Linked DNA regions of Pan troglodytes: region 2 is linked to region 1. The links are chromatin contacts, called in public Hi-C maps. All regions are on one chromosome and are shown on one strand. Each heading gives the region's core, a stretch centred on a gene start, on an enhancer-like site or on the middle of the called end of the contact. The rest is flanking DNA. Distances are from core to core; before and after follow the strand shown.

The links. Hi-C and Micro-C count contacts between places; a contact is called where the count stands out from the background.
Region 2: a Hi-C map of stem cell-derived neural progenitor cells shows a contact between it and region 1, with 1.9 times the contacts expected there. The contact joins the promoter of CFD here to the promoter of FSTL3 in region 1. A contact is called at or near these places in 1 of 7 Hi-C or Micro-C datasets (stem cell-derived neural progenitor cells) and 1 of 1 datasets of contacts at active chromatin or transcription factors (stem cell-derived excitatory neurons).

What each region holds. Positions count from the first base shown.
Region 1 is chr20:2,955,612-2,958,582 of NHGRI_mPanTro3-v2.0_pri, forward strand. FSTL3 (follistatin like 3) reads left to right here and starts at 1,292. Exons shown (of 6, transcript XM_054674184.1): 1 at 1,292-1,447; 2 at 2,705-2,890. The coding sequence starts at 1,345. LOC104003221 (a long non-coding RNA gene) reads right to left here. Exons shown (of 2, transcript XR_675787.2): 2 at 120-460.
Region 2 is chr20:3,143,713-3,147,061 of NHGRI_mPanTro3-v2.0_pri, forward strand. It overlaps CFD (complement factor D), which reads left to right and starts at 1,381. Exons shown (of 5, transcript XM_054673893.1): 1 at 1,381-1,793; 2 at 2,679-2,835; 3 at 2,923-3,067. The coding sequence starts at 1,739.

The sequences.
Region 1 (2,971 bases), core at 42-2,541:
GGGGTGGGCAATGCCAGCACAGCGAGTGGCCAGACACAGGCATGCCCAGCAGACACCCAACCGCTCTCCACCACCTCAACCTTCTGTATTTTCCTGAAAGCATTTACCACTCCTTGAAGTTATAGATTAATTTGTCTCTGCATTTTATTGTCCAAACCAGGAGCTCGGTGAGGGTGTGATGGGGTCTGCCTTGGTCACCGTGGCACCCCAGCACCCCGCAGGGTCCCTCTGGCCAACAGAGATGTTCACTGATGCCCTAGAAGCAGGAACAGAGGGGCTCCCCTGCGCTCGCCAAGGGCGCCTGACAAATCTGGAAGCCCCCATGACAGAATCAGCTCCAGAGTAGGAAATGTGTCTGGCTGCACGAAAGCCCCCTCGGGCGCAGCGCCTCCAGGCCCACGCAGATGTCGCTGTCATACATTGTTGGAAACGCCTCTGCTGGAAACAGTGTTTGCTGAATCTTGGAGGGAGAGGAAAAAACCTAGTAAACATTCTTGTTGAGGTGACCTGGGGGAATGTCTGCAAAGGCTTGGAGGGCTGATGGGGCAGAGCTGCCCAGGGGCCCAGGACAAAGGCCAGGCGTGCGCGCGCGCGCGCGCACACACACACACACACACACACACACACACACGCAGTGGCCTCCCTGGGGGCCGTGGCTGGGCGAGGCCTGCTGTTGTCCGCAATGCTGGAAGGAGCTGTGTCTCTGGGTCTGTCCCGGCCGCACCCCGTTCTGTCCCACACCCAACCTCTCCCCACCCACAGGCCGGCTCCAGCGGCCAGGTGGACGGGTGCGCGGCCCGCGCTGTGAGCAGGGAACCATATCCAGCTGAGGTTTTGGGTGTGTGGGGCGGGTCGGGAACAAGGAGGCCGGGTTGGGGGGCTCAGACCACACTTGGACCATGAAAGTGACCACATGCAAATCACAGAAACGGGATGCAGGGATCCACAGACGTGCTCCTCGTGGGTCCCCGTTACCTCACCGCCACCCCTGAAACTGAAGACCCCCAAACCCACTTTGACTCCTGGAGACGGCCCCTCGATCCACCCATAAGGCTGCCACCACCTCGAACCCACACCCCTGTCCCGGTTCCGCCCTGGGTCCAGCCACATCTCCCCAAATGCATTCTCTGGCTCCGGAAAGGGACCCGGGCGCTCGCCCCCAACTGCCCCCCGCAGCGGCCGGGCCCGGCGCCTGCCCACCCCGCGCGGGACACGGCCTCGCCCCCGCCACTCCCGCGCCGCGCCCCGCCCCGCGCCCCGCCCCGCCCGCGGCCCGCGGGACCTTTATAGGGAGCGCCGGCCGCGCGCTGGGAAGTCGGTGCCGCGGCCGTCTCTGCGTTCGCCATGCGTCCCGGGGCGCCAGGGCCACTCTGGCCTCTGCCCTGGGGGGCCCTGGCTTGGGCCGTGGGCTTCGTGAGCTCCATGGGCTCGGGGAACCCCGCGCCCGGTGAGTGGGGCGGCCAGAGGGGCGGGCGGGGCGGGCCACCCACGTGGGGCTGCGCGGAATGCGGCCGGGGGGACGTCGGGGGGCGCGGCGGCGGCGGGGGCGAGGGCGGTGTCCGGCGCAAGCTGGAGCCGGGAAGGTCTGAAGGAGGGTCACCAAGAGGTCAGCAGAGCAGAGGTTTCTAATAACAATGACCGCTGACATTTATTGAGCGCTTAGTGTCTACCTCTCCCCTCCCTGAACCTGTGCCATCCCGATAGTGCTGGAGCTCTCATCTCCGTCTTCCAGATGGGGAAACTGAGGCTCAGGGTCACACAGCCTGTAGCAGGCAAAGCCAGGGTTCTAGCGACCGTCCGGGTCGGTCCTGGTGCCGAGAGGTAGTGCTGGGTGTCGGGAGCCAGGCCCTCCAGCTGGGGCTGAGAGCTTTCCCGGGTCCTGGGTAGACGGGGCATGGAGTCTCACACCTGGGACTTGCCGGGAGGCGCCAGGCAGGAGACGGTCCCACTCCTGGCCTCAGTTTCCCCTCCTATGATGGGTGCCAAGGTGCTGCGTTCCCCAAGCTGGTCCCTGGCAGTGTCTGTGAACCAGCAAGCGCTCTGGGATGGGGGCTGTGGCCATTCCTGCCCCCAGGGACGGGGGAAGAAACGGGGGGCTCTCTGGCTCCCCACCCCCCATCCCTGCAGCCCCACCCCACCCCAGCCCTGCGCCAAAGGGAGAGCAGAGCCCCCTCCCCGAAGGCCACGTCCCTGGGGAGACAGTGAGCTCATGCAAGGGGAATGTTCCCAAGTTGGAGTGAGTAAGAGGCGGGCCAGGCGGTGGGGGGGCTGCCAGGCGCGGGGCTCCACGTGCCCTCGCCCTCGGGTGCTGTCTAGACAGAGGGCAGAGGCGGGAGAAGCGGCTCCAGGGCCTGCTGACCCTGACATGCCCAGTGCCTGGTGTTTGGTGGTGTTTGAGGGGCTGGGCAGGGTGCCAGCCCCTGGCCTGGGGGCTTGGAGGGTACAGGAAGGGACCTCCTGGGGTGGGTGGGGGTTGGTGGTGAGGCTGTGGGGGGGGGGCACGTGGAGCTCAGAGGGGAGGAGACATCTCCAGGGTTCTGGAGCCAGGGTGGGGACACCCATGTGGTTTTCTGCCCCTTCTTCCTGGGTGGGGGTAGATCATCCCGTGCGTAACTACTCAGCACCACCTGCATGCATCTGTGGGTGGGCCAGAAGCTGGGTGTCAGGAGTGACCCAGGAGAGCACCCCGTTCCCTGGCCCGCAGGTGGTGTTTGCTGGCTCCAGCAGGGCCAGGAGGCCACCTGCAGCCTGGTGCTCCAGACTGATGTCACCCGGGCCGAGTGCTGTGCCTCTGGCAACATTGACACCGCCTGGTCCAACCTCACCCACCCGGGGAACAAGATCAACCTCCTCGGCTTCTTGGGCCTTGTCCACTGCCTTCCCTGCAAAGGTGAGACCTCAGGCCAGAAGCAGGGCAGACATCTCAGCTCAGGACCAGCCACAAACAGTCATGGTGGTCGAGGGCCGAACG
Region 2 (3,349 bases), core at 131-2,630, 190 kb after region 1:
CTCACGCCTGTAATCCCAGCACTTTGGGAGGCCGAGGCGGGCGGATCAGGAGGTCAGGAGATCGAGACCATCCTGGCTAACATGGTGAAACCTCATCTCTACTAAACATACAAAAAATTAGCCGGGTGTGGTGGCGGGCGCCTGTAGTCCCAGCTACTCGGGAGGCTGAGGCAGGAGAATGGTGTGAACCCGGGAGGCGGAGCTTGCAGTGAGCTGAGATCACACCACTGCACTCCAGCCTGGGCGAAGGAGCGAGACTCCGTCTCAAAAAAAAAAAAAAAAAAAAAAAAGGAAAGAAAAGAAAGAAATGATCCACGGTGAAGAGAAAAGCCGGGGGAACCTCGTGTGCTGCTCCCCCTGGGGACGATGTCCGAGGTCCTCCCCACAAGGTATCCCCATCCTTCTGGTCCCTGCACCATGGATTAATGCAGGGTGAATCCTGCTGGCCCCTGGGGGGCAGATGTGAAAAATGGAGCTACACCATGAGCAGGCCTGCAGTCCCAGCGCTTCTGGAGGCTGAGGTGGGAGGATCACTTGAGCCCCAGAGGTCGAGGAGGCTGCAGTGAGCTATGATTGCACCACTGCACTCGAGCCTGGACGAAAGAGCAAGACCCTGTCTGTAATAAAACAAAAACAACACACACAAATCCCCACCTCACAGAAGGCCCTATGGCCCAGATTCTGAGTATTTTATTTTAATTTTTTTGTAGAGATGGGGTCTTGCCGTCTTCCCCAAGCTGGCCTTGAATTCCTGGGCTCAAGAGATGCTCCTATCTGGGTCTCTCAATGTGCCGGGATGGTAGGTGGGAGCCACTGTGCCCGGCCAGCCCTGACTCTGTTCATCAGAACCTGCCCTCAGTGAACAGTTTGGGAGGGGGCGTGTGATCCAGGCTCCACCAACCCAAGGCACCCTTGAGACTTGGCTGGAGTGAGGAAGAATTTTAGGAGGGGCCCACTGAGCCACTGGGTTGAGTGTGGGGTCCCTGGAAACACACCAGGGGAAGCTGGTGAGGAGAGAAGCCATCAGAGAAGAAAGGAGAAGCCAGAGGCAGACACTGGACATTGTTCAGGCACCTGGATCAAGCCACACCTGAAGGAGGACATTCCCTGAACTTTCCATATAACTTTCATGATTCAGTCTCCACCCAGTTTGTCTGGGTTTTCCTGTCCCTTGTAGTCAGTCTTCCCAGCTGCCTCTGCCCTGGCCTTTCCAACTTTCTATTCGTCAGGGTGTCAAGCCCCAGAGGCCACAGGGACAGAGACAAGGGTGTCAAGTGATCTTCCTACCCCCAACAGACCTTCTCTCTAATATAGAGGAGGAAAAGAAGGGAGGGTAGCAGGACAAGGAAGTGGGTTGTTTACACGCTGTGGCCTCCAGCTAGGATTGTGAAACACCCTGGGGAACTCTGGGTCTGGTGAAGTTGGGGCCGGGGTGGGTGCAGCCCCCCTCTCTGCCTCCTGCCCATCTGAGGGACTGCCCCCCACCAGGGCCAGCAGGCCGTCAGGCTCACAGAGGCCCGAGGGTCTCCCAGCGACTTGTCGACTCTGGTGTGAGTCTGGCAGGAGGTAACCCAGTCCCGCGGAGGGCGGAGGCTGGGCGGGCAGGTTCCCCTTTCCCCAGCTGGGCCGCTGCCCACCCGGCGGACAAGGCCCCTGGGAGCCTCCCGCCCCCTCCACCCTCATAAAAGCACCCCCAGGGCCCTGCCTGGGTCAGTGTCTCAGCCACAGCGGCTTCACCATGCACAGCTGGGAGCGCCTGGCAGTTCTGGTCCTCCTAGGAGCGGCCGCCTGCGGTGAGGAGGCCTGGGCCTGGGGTGAGGGACAGGGCTGTGTAGGGGCGTGGTGCTCCCCTCCGTCACACGGACGGTCCTCCAGCCCCTCCAGGTGGGCAGGAAGGGGGTGTCTCTCCTCACTAATGGAAGGCTCTGAACGCTGAAAAATTCTAGAAAATTCAGATTGGAAATCGGAACTTTCTGGAGTCAGCTTTTCTTGCAGACAGAGTCTGAACGTCTGCGTGGAAAACTTCATCTGCGTGGCTGACTTGGCTGGCCCAGGCACTGGTTGGGTCAGCCCCATTTCTCTTATGTCCAACTGGAAGGCACTGCGCCCAGGGTAGGGCGCTGGGATCTGCCCCCGGTCCCCAGCCCACTGTGGGTTCTGTACTCTGGGGCATTCCCGCCGGAGGGTATCTGAGTTTGCAACGCTGAGGGGCCCCAAGACGGAAACGGAATTCTTTTTTTTCTTTTTCTTTTTCTTTTTTTTTTTTTGATAGGGAGTCTCGCTCTGTCGTCCAGGCTGGAGTGCAGTGGTGCGATCTCGGCTCACTGCAAACTCCGACTCCCGGGTTCAAGCGATTCTCCTGCCTCAGCCTCCCGAATAGCTGAGATTATAGGCCACACCGACTAAATTTTGTATTTATTTATTTATTTTTTAAGTAGAGACGGGGTTTCACCATATTGGCCAGGCTGGTCTCGAACTCCTGACCTCGTGATCTGCACCCCCCCGCCCCACCCCCGCGTGGCTTCACAAAGTGCTGGGATTACAGGCGTGAGCCACCGCGCCCAGAGATGGGATTCTTGCGGGGAGCGGCCTGGGGGGTGAGAGCTGGGATCCCGTCAGGCAGCCTCGCCCGGGGGAGGAGTCCACCCCGCGGCCCTCACGCGCCCGCCCACCCACAGCGGCGCCGCCCCGTGGTCGGATCCTGGGCGGCAGAGAGGCCGAGGCGCACGCGCGGCCCTACATGGCGTCGGTGCAGCTGAACGGCGCGCACCTGTGCGGCGGCGTCCTGGTGGCGGAGCAGTGGGTGCTGAGCGCGGCGCACTGCCTGGAGGACGCGTGAGTGCCCGCGCCGCGCGGGGGAAGAGCCCGGGTGGGGTGGGGGGAGTCGGCTGGCACCGACCGCGGCCTCCGTCCCGTCCCCAGGGCCGGCGGGAAGGTGCAGGTTCTCCTGGGCGCGCACTCCCTGTCGCAGCCGGAGCCCTCCAAGCGCCTGTACGACGTGCTCCGCGCAGTGCCCCACCCGGACAGCCAGCCTGACACCATCGACCACGACCTCCTGCTGCTACAGGTCGGCCCCGTGTAGCGCAGTCCCTCCTGCGGCACTGGGATCCCCGGCCCACTCTCTCTCCACCCCGCCTACACCGCGCCCCGGGTCCAGCCTCGAACTCTCCTGCTGCGTGGGGACCCCGCCCCACAACCCCCACACCCTCACCCCGGGTCTAGCCTCGACCTCTGCGGCTGCATGGGGACCCCGCCCTACAACCCCCGCACCCTCACCCCAGGTCTAGCCTCGACCTCTCTTGCTGCATGGGGACCCCGCCCCACAACCCCCGCACCCTCACCCCGGGTC